2 separate regions of the Mus musculus genome follow, and region 2 is linked to region 1. The links are chromatin contacts, called in public Micro-C maps. All regions are on one chromosome and are shown on one strand. The core of a region is the stretch at or near the end of the contact, and the rest is flanking DNA. Distances in the headings are between cores, read along the strand shown.

Region 1 (4,583 bases), core at 1,663-4,162:
TCTCTCTCTCTCTCTCTCTCTGTCTGTGTGTGTATGTATGTATGTATGTATGTATGTATGTATGTATATGCACACACGTGTGCGCGTGCCAGAGTGAGAGAATACAGTTATAAAGGCGAGGAGTTGATGGGAGGAGGTGAGAGTTGAAGAACGCTTCTAATTTAGCAGCCTACAATTTACTAGAAATTTATGGCAACCCTCCCACCACAGACTGGTGGAGGTGAGGGAGGGTCGTCGGGGAAAGCCTGTGCAGTGGAGCCAGAGCATCCACGCAGCAAGCTCAGGCCACTCTGCTCCTTCCTCTGTCAGTAGGAAACGCTTGCTTTGCCTTCTGGTGCCTTCACACCAACATTCCTGACTCTCTCACACCCGCCTCTCGTGTAAAGCTTGTCAGGTCTCACTTGGTGAAGTGAGTGAGACTGGAGAACATCAGAATGTGCTGTTCAGGAGTTCTGCTTCAGAGCAGGGAGCCAGGCTGCATAAAAATGTGGCCAACGCTGCAGTGCGTGGGGGGATTTAAGGCAGCGGCAGCACTCACGGAGTGAGACCAATGAGATTCATTGCAGGTGTAGACCGTGGCAGTCTCCACGAAGTCTGGAGCAAGGGCTTTGGCAGGAACATATTTTTTATTTTATTTTTCAGTTCTTTGATTGCCTTAATTAAAATACCCATTGCAGCAAATGTTAGCACTTAGTAAAAGAACCCAGTGTATCTTTGCCTCAAAGTTGTGTGAGAATTAGAAATGATCTATGGTTCCTAAAAGAAATAACCATAAAGAAAGAGCTTGGATTTTTTTTTTTTTTTTTAACACAGCAAGAAGCATGGAAGTATAATGTAAGAATCTGAAACTTCCATTAAGACTTCTCAGTTTTCGGAATCCAAGTTTCATATTTGTGCCTGGTGGTAGTAAATGCGAATGTTAACCCAACCCTAATTGTTTTTTAGCTTTTGCCCTGACTGTAATAAAGGCTCCCAGGCTAGGAAATGGTTCACAATTTGTTAGTGGAACAGGAAATTTTTATTGGTAGTGGAGCATCCACATGACTGCTGATTTCTATTTATAAAATTCTTCGCATTTTTCCTTCAGGTTTACCAAGGGATTTGGTATTTTCTAAGACATTTAATTTGGTGTCTGGGTGCTTCGCTAAGTAAATAAACAGAAATTTTCTTTCTGTTGCTAGACAAAAAAAAAAAAAAAGTTTTCTTTTAGAAGTCAGTAGAGGGCGCTGTTGGCATTTGATTTGGCTTTCTAATACCGTAGATGTTCCCTTCTTAATTAATTCAATGTTTGAAATCAAACCTCCGTTTAAATGTAATGATATTAATATGTGAGAATAGATGTGTAAACGTGGAGATTTTCCATTCCCATTAAACCCACAGAACCAAAGGTCTCTAGTTCTCCTCTGAGCCCCTTTGAGAGTACTTATGTATAGAAATGTTGGCTGCTATACATTAAAGCTGCACACAGTTGAGTTCATGCATCCAGGCAATGATTCAACATTTTGGAGACTGATTGCAAGTCGGGGAAGAAGGCAGCTTCCTGTGGTTTTCAAGAAAAAGGGGGAGAAAAGAAGGCAAAAGAGACATTAGCCTTAGAGCCCTACTTTTTAAGTTTTTCAAAAGAAACATTCTATTTGCTAGGTTTAAGGTAAAATTTATTATAGTTAATCCAGGAGTAAATATGTTTTGCAGTTAAGATTCTAGGTACATTTGACACTATTTTTATCCTTAATTTTTAAAAAGTTATTCTATTCCTTCTATTCCAGTTTGAGTTCCTTGGCCACAGGCTATAAAGATTACCACAGTCCCAGTATTTGAAGGATATTTCTACTTTTGGTTCATAGACTTTCATTAAAATAGACTACAAAATAACAATCTCTAAGAACCCCACTCAAGTTTTGTATTTATTTGGCTGATACCTCTATGATGTGTGTGCACTAGCTGTAAGTAGGAAACCGTGGATCTGTGGGGAACCAATGAAGAGAGGATGGAGACTTTATTTTCAAAGGGCCTCCAAGAATAAATACACAGCCAAGCAGCCCAGGTGAGCAAAATGAATGCTGGCTTCTGATCCATCTAGAGTTTTCTCTGTAAAGTGAAGATGAACGTAAAGTGCGCAGCGTTTAAATCAGTGACATTAAAGACTTACCACTTTACCAATCCTAAAATAGAAAATGACTCTCGGGGACAGTGAAGGAGGCAGCCTTCTGTTTGTGGTATTGTAGCAACGGCTTCTGAGGCACCCCTCACACACATACCGCTGTTGCCCAGGGTGGAAGGCTCCTTCCCTGGGTTGCACAAAACAGGGCATGCAGTTGATCGTGTTTCTGAGTATACAAAGAAGTGCTACTTTCTGGGGACAGTAAAACACATTGCATTTTGCAAACAAAACATCAAGCCAAAGGCATGTCACTGTTCACAAAACACATGGAACTTGTTGGAAGGCAAAGGGAAAGAGATCGTTGGCGTTTTAGTGGAAAGGTAGAAAAGAACTATGATATCATCAGGCAGCATCGGGTTCTCTCCGATCGTTTACACTCTTTAGTGTGTCAGGGTTGGTCTGTGCTTGTGTTGATTTCCGGCCTTCCAATCGAGATTAGTTTTACTTTTCATTCTCATAGGAAAAGCGTGACTCTGTCGTTCAGGTAGAATCGAAAAACAAATAGAAATGCTTTGTGGTTCTTAAATGATCTAGATAGCTGGGCAAAAAGGCCCAGTACTATTGCAAGTATAATTTTAGGTGAAAATTTTGTTCCATGTGAAGCATTAATTTTAATAGAGACTTATATATAAATGCTCATTTGAATAATAATGTAAAATTAAATTTAAATTGTAAATACCGTCCAGTACTAGCTGTTTTCTGGCTCGAATTCTTCAGCACATATGGTGCTAGCATAAGCTTGTGCCTGTCTGCCTACTCTGGGTAATTTTGCATGCAAATAGTTTTAGTGCCTATGTTGAGGTGCTAAAACGTGTTTAGTACACTTGAAAATATTTGCATTGCAAAAGGAGAGTGAATCTCCTGAGGAAAATCGAATTGATATTTTGTATTAAGAGACCACTCTGGGTACCGTGTGGTCTTCTTCTATGAAGAATTCTGTTTACAGTACAGCTAGCATTTTTAATTGACCTTTAGAAGAAAAGGTCTGGCAATAGCTTTGCCAACTTTATAAACCGTTGGGCCATCTTCTGGCAACGTTCTTCACACGAATCAGTGGGGCAGAGAGAGAAGGACGTTATCTAGCGGCTTTTGCTGGACTGTCACTTCTCAAGCCTCAGTTTGGTGGACTGGTAAGAGAACTCTGAAAATTATAAACCCAGTTTCAGCTGGAATGAGCCTAACCAATTAGCTAACTAGCTAACCAACTAGCTCAGGGAAGGCTTGCATGCAGGGGAGCAGCCGTGGTTGCCGGGCGTGAGGCCCCACACAGGGTTCCATTTGCCTCAATCCCATCTGCTGCATTTACGGGAACCAGTTCGTTAAGTCTGAATTGAATCCAAATAAAATGCGTTTCTGACGCAAAGCCGATGACTGGTGCCATTCTCCACTGCATTATGTCAAATTAGAGTTTGTTTGGAAAAGAGGTTACAGAGAGCCTGTGCAAATGTCGCTTGCACGGAACATTGATCGAGTAAGAGTTCTGCACAAATTCAACCGCCACTTGCTATAAACAAATTTGCCCCTCCCTAGTTTGACTCCTATTCACCAAGACTGAATCAAAATATTAGAACCTCTAATGAAGTAATAAATAAAATTCAAGACAGGCTAGTAAAAGGTTGGTGGAACTTCTCTGACAGCCATCTTTTCCACGTTTTTAGAGAATTTCATTTTATTACCTATGCTAGTTGGGGAGGAGTGCGTCCTTATAAAATGAAAGTAGTCCAGTGTCTGCAAAAGAACCAAATGATAAGAGGCACAACGGAGGAAGCCAGCATAGAGGATTTCCCTCCCTGCATCTCTCTCCGTAGAGAAGGGAGGCCATGGGATGCTAATGACTTCTGTTGTTGGAGATGGGCAAGTCTGTTTTACCCCAAGCTCCACCAAGAAAGAACTGCCTACTACAGATTGGATGGAGCTTAGAAAGAACTCCAGGGTGTACTCCGGATATTTGTTCTCTTCATCCCTGTCACTTCCCGTAGTGTCTAAGGTGTAGTAGCATTGTGTACTACTAAATATCAGAGATAGGTAGCAGGCAAGAGACAAAGGGAACTCTTTACAAACACAAGCCAGCTTAGAAGGGCTGTCTTTACTATGGGATGAAACTCCTGGTGGCAATCTATTTCTTTACTTTTTTTTTCCTTTTGGGAAAAAAAAAAAAGAGGCCTCTGCTTTATGTAGGACCTTTGCACATCCATCAACCTATTAAGCAACTAAATAAAGCAGTATATGAACAATAAATCATTTTGAATTTCATGCATGCACAAACCTTTTGATACCAAATTGACAAGAGAAACTTGGGTCTGGAGGAGGCTACAGACACTCCTCCAACAGTGTTGCATGTAAGATTAGGAGTTGTTCTCCACTCCTGTCAACTGCTCATTCTGGGTTCCAAATCTCGGGGCTTCTCTTTCCTCTGGTGATG
Region 2 (4,960 bases), core at 731-3,230, 720 kb after region 1:
TTCTGCTGAGTTCTTTAACTGTTTCCTTTGATGCCAGTGACACAACAGCTAAAAAATAAGATTAAGAGGTTTATAATAAAATATTATAATTTTATTTTATTTCTTCCCTATTTTTGTTTATTTTGGAACATTTACAATGTTTTGTTTTTTTATATTTTTTTCTTAGTTAATATGATTCTTGCTTTTTCCAGGTCATGTAACGCCCAGTCTTTGAATTCATGAAAGGTCACTGATCCCTTTCTAGTTTGCTTCTGTGGTTCTCCCCAAATAAAGACAGGTAAGGAGCTTATTATTTCTCTTTTAAAACTTGCCTCCCTAACAAGTCTGCAGAAAAATCTTTGTTTACAAATAAGACAGAATGTCCTTATCTGTGTCTTCCATCTATAATCTGACCAAGTAGCTGGTAAGCAATAAAATGGTGTCATCGTGGTTTCACAAAAGTTCACAGCTAATGGCATGGCTGAGCATATGCCCATATGGTAGCCTCATTTTTGCCCATTCTTAACATTCCAGTTTACATGAAATACTTCATAAAACAGGAACCAACAGCTTCTGGCATAGAAATAATTAATTCTAATTTAAAATGTACTTCTATATTTACATATACAATGTGCATGGGGTGTTTTGCCTGTATTTTGTCTGTGTACCACATGTGTGGCTACTGGGCCAGAAGAGGGTGTTGGATCCTTTGGAAATGGAGATAAAGTAGCCAGCCACCTTGTGGGTGTTAGGAATGCAACACAAATGCTCTGCATGTGCACCACATGCTCTTAACTGCTGAGCCATCTCTCCAGCCCCAGTGTGTCCTCTCGACTCCAGCACTGGCCTCTACTTGATAAGTCTCGGTAATAGGGATATTTGAAAATGCTGATTAACTTAAATCTTAATTTTTGTTATTATTATAAAACAGAGCAGGGAATAGCTTAAGTGAATATTTTTAAAAGTTTTACCTGGGTTCTTACAATGCTATGATTCCATTATTGTAATTTCTCTTATTTCCTTCTCTGAGCAAGTAATATTTAAAAAGCACATTAGTTTTATATAAACAGAGAATTTGGCAATGTGAGGAAGAATAATTGTGAGAAATAAGCATGGTAAAGTCCAAGGTAGGGTTGACAGAGGATTCTGGTCTCTTTCTGAGATTCTCTTGTCTTCTGCACCTGTGGAGCAAAGGACTGCTGGCACAGGTGCTGGGGCCCAATGGTACCCTGAGCTATAAATGATACATGCTCTACACATTTTCCTCAAAGGCCACACTATTGTGGTGGATGTTTCCAGGAAGCATTGAGCCTCATAAAAGCTGTACTCATGAACTGTATATAGCTTTCAGCTGCTACTGTTGACATGACTGTCCCTTCCCAGGACATTGGAAGTCCATGCTTCCCATCCGTGAATTCTGCCTGCTTACCCGATTGTGCTCTCTGCCTGTATCCATTTGCATTCCTAACCTTTACTATGGGGGTAAAGAGGTGTCAGAGACTGTAGACCCAAATTGACCCACAGTCACACCATCTGTATCAAAGATAGCAAGTAATTGTCTCTTGGCAAAAGTAACTGTCCAGCCTCCACTCTGCTTTTAAGACTACTATTCAGGCCTTCACGTGAGTTACTTGGATTGTATCAGAATCCAGCAGACTGGGCTGTTTAAGAGTATACTGTAGACGTGGAGGGATGGGCCACTCTGAACAAGAGACAATAAGCCTGAGATGTGCCAACCCTGAGTGGAATGGTTAATCTGCCCAATCTAGGGAGAACACTGGGGCATGTAGAGCCTAGTGAGCTGGGAGAGAAGGGACAACACAGGAAAGGGGATTCATTCCATCAACGGAGATGGCCCAACTTCCTGTAGTTGTTGCATCGTGTAAGGAATCTGTGGGAGTTCCCCCAGATAAAACTGGCAATCCTGGAGCTCCCAGTCTCCACCAGTCTTTCCCAGTGTTGCCAGATGTCCTATCTGGGTCTAGCCCTCCCCTCCCCCTTCCCTTTTAGGAGGAAAGAGTGGCAAGTCCCATGGAAGAAACACAAATGGCACCCACCAGCTTGCTGGAGGGAGGAGGTGAGTCACTGCATCTTTGCCTTATGCTTTTTCCCTCAACTACATCTGTTCATGACTTGGGACTTTTCTTACATACATTTTATCCCTTTTGAGTTCTGTCTCCTTTAATGAACACCACTTAGGGAATTAACACACTTATGAAATCCATGCTTTTCTCTCATCCCAGAGAAAGGAAAATATTGACATCACCTGAAGAGAACTTATAGAAAGTATGATAAGATCATCTACAGGCATGGTTTCTACTTAAGACATGGTCTGGAAGGAGTCTGTGGGCATGTCTGCCAGGAGAGATTTGCTGGCTGCCATATAATTAAAGCTAACAGTGATACAAGAAAGTAATGACTCCAAGCTATAAGAAATTCTATTATTTCTTCTATCCCAATGACAAAAACTGACTGATAAAAATAATTGTCTTCACTGAGAAAAAAAGTGACCTGTACATCCTTGACTGATGTGTAAATCATATTGTATTACAATACCTACAAGGTATTTTGCAGAGAGCTGTACCTGCAAAAAATTATTTCTTCTTTCAGCCTCAGAAGCACACAGGCATTCTCATCGATAACTACCTTTATGAATAAGGGAACCGAAGAAAAGAAAGGTTATAAGCCACTGTACAGCTGATGACTGGCTTTAGGATTTAAAACGAGACTTGGCTGTTTCTGCCACCTCCTCTGGAACCACTATCTTTATCTACCTCTAAATCTTAATTGGTGCCAAGAGAAACCAAAGTTTTATAGAGGCAAAACATTTCTTTATAGGTAATTTCTTTCAATTTCAGTGATATTTTCACATTTGAAAAGTTCTTATTCTTCTAAGAAATCCAGTTAGTCTCTCATCAAAGTCCATCAAAGATGTTACATTTCCTGTTAGCATAGCCAAATAATGTCCACAGAACCCTAGACATAACAGGGTGAACACACCATACAAAACTGGTCTGGGGTTGCAAAAGGAAGCCATCAAGGATCTCAGATGTGCCTCAGCAAGTTTTTGTTACGATGGTGAAATTCCAGGCATTTTCTCTCTCTCTTTTCAAAGAAGCTCGCATTACCTTTTAATTTTATTTATGCACATCACTCAAACAGATCGGGGAACCATTTAAACTCATTCCTTTTCAATAAGCTATTATTGAACTCCAGCTGACTCCATTCTTGGACGATGCATTCAGTGAGAGTGGATTCTAACCTGGCCCTTGGCTCAGAAAGAGAATATCAGCTCTGCTTGCCCTAAAGTTCTGCGCTCTCTTTGAAACCTAAGACGATACCCTTTCGCAGATATTTGCAGAACAAAATTCTACAGTGTTCATATAACCACTAAACCCACAGTCACAGGGAGGGGCAAGGGTTTCCCTTCCCTTTACAGTGTGTGTGTGTGTGGGTCCTTGTGGCTTTCTGTCCAACAGACCACAGTCTGGTCTCTGTGGCACACGCTGTCTTCAAGTCGCAGCTCAAAGGGTGTTCTGGGTCTGAAATTCTGTACCTGCACTTGTATTTTCATTATCACTGCTGAAAAAATCGTGGGAGGAGGAACTACACAGATAAGCAGTTCAGCACTGAACTGAAATATTAACCCTCCCAGCTGCTGGAAAGTAAGCTGGTGTCACCCAACGTCCAAATGTAAGGGCCAGGATCAACTTTCAAAATCCTACTGACCCAGCATTCATGCTGAAAGAGCATCAAGACATTGAGAAAAATAAAACACGAGGCCAGAGTCTGTAGCATAGCTCATTTTATTGTTTTAAACAGTTTTTGCATAGGAAATATATCCGCTTCCAGTAATTGACTGCAGTATGAGCAGCTGCTAGCAGTATAGGCTGGATATAACAGTAACAATCACATTAAGTCAAGCTTGATTTACACCAGTTTAAAACTTGTGGCAATCGAGTTCATTTGCGACCCACAAAAAGTACACAAAGAACATTATCCTCCAACCGGGCACAATAAAACCTTCACTAACATTCCGGCCCAGTCTGGGGCCTATCCCAGAGGCCCGAACTCCAGAAATTAAGTAAGTAACTGTCCTGTAATACATCCCACTGCTAAAGGCTTGTTACATGGAGATTATGCATGTGCCTCCTTTTACTCGTTTTATTTTTTTTCCAAAAATCTAATTAAAACACAAGGTTCTGTATTTATGGCCCAGGAGGACAAATATGCCAAAAGTTTTAAAATGGATCAACCCTGGTGTGTGGCTAGCAAGCAATGACTGACTACTCGTCACCTACAGTTGTACTAAATGTATCTAAAGAAACACACAGTCCTACAAAAGTTGTTCTCAGAGAAATATCATTGAGGTGGGGGTACCTCGTCCCAGGGTGCTCAAAGTTCTCAGTGACAGAAGCACAAATGAACCGCCCGATGACGACGCCAGCTGACGCAGCTTTGAGACGCCTATGCCTGGGAGACAGTTGCCCCTCACATTCCACAACGTTGTAGAGATTTTTTTTTCCCAAGAAAATGTCATTTGAAACATATTTACAACTGAACTCAACAGAGACTGTGAAATTGGACAGGCACTGCTCATTTGTTTGAGTTTTTTGGTAAACATTTTGCTGGTTTTTTTGTTTTTTGTTTTTTTTTTGTTTGTTTTTGTCTTTTTGTTTCTTTCTCATTTTGCATCAACTTTTATCAGTCCATGCAACTTCAATGCCCTCGATGAAGAATGCATAATAAGCCATACTTCTTTTTTTTTTCTTAAAAAAAAAAAGACTTCCTTCTGCATAAAGAGATATATTTGCCACATCAGTCCCTGTAGCACAGTTTTCAAAACCATTCTGTCAAAAATACAGTAATACAAGACTGGCTTGAGTGACACTAGCATACACTGCTTTTCATGTTTAGGCCACCTTTTGTTACTGGTACTGTATCATGCAATAAAAGTTATCAAAGGCTTAATCTAGGGTCC

What was found. Hi-C and Micro-C count contacts between places; a contact is called where the count stands out from the background.
Region 2: a contact with region 1 is called in a Micro-C map of the AtT-20 cell line, with 5 times the contacts expected there. The contact joins two enhancer-like sites. A contact is called at or near these places in 13 of 484 Hi-C or Micro-C datasets (the AML12 cell line, the AtT-20 cell line, the N1E-115 cell line and 9 more) and 3 of 115 datasets of contacts at active chromatin or transcription factors (embryonic forebrain, embryonic stem cells and neural progenitor cells).

What each region holds. Positions count from the first base shown.
Region 1 is chr4:81,563,314-81,567,896 of GRCm38.p6, forward strand. No RefSeq gene overlaps it. Among named protein-coding and RNA genes, the nearest start is that of Mpdz, 120 kb to the left of the region's middle. Within about 2 kb of position 2,913, at least 32 of the 459 cell types and tissues checked have an H3K27ac peak or open chromatin away from gene starts, as enhancers often do. A contact at or near this core is called in the AtT-20 cell line, where this site is marked.
Region 2 is chr4:82,286,406-82,291,365 of GRCm38.p6, forward strand. It overlaps Nfib (nuclear factor I/B), which reads right to left. Exons shown (of 12, transcript NM_001113209.2): 12 at 3,768-4,960. Among named protein-coding and RNA genes, the nearest start is that of Nfib, 220 kb to the right of the region's middle. Within about 2 kb of position 1,981, at least 21 of the 459 cell types and tissues checked have an H3K27ac peak or open chromatin away from gene starts, as enhancers often do. A contact at or near this core is called in the AtT-20 cell line, where this site is marked.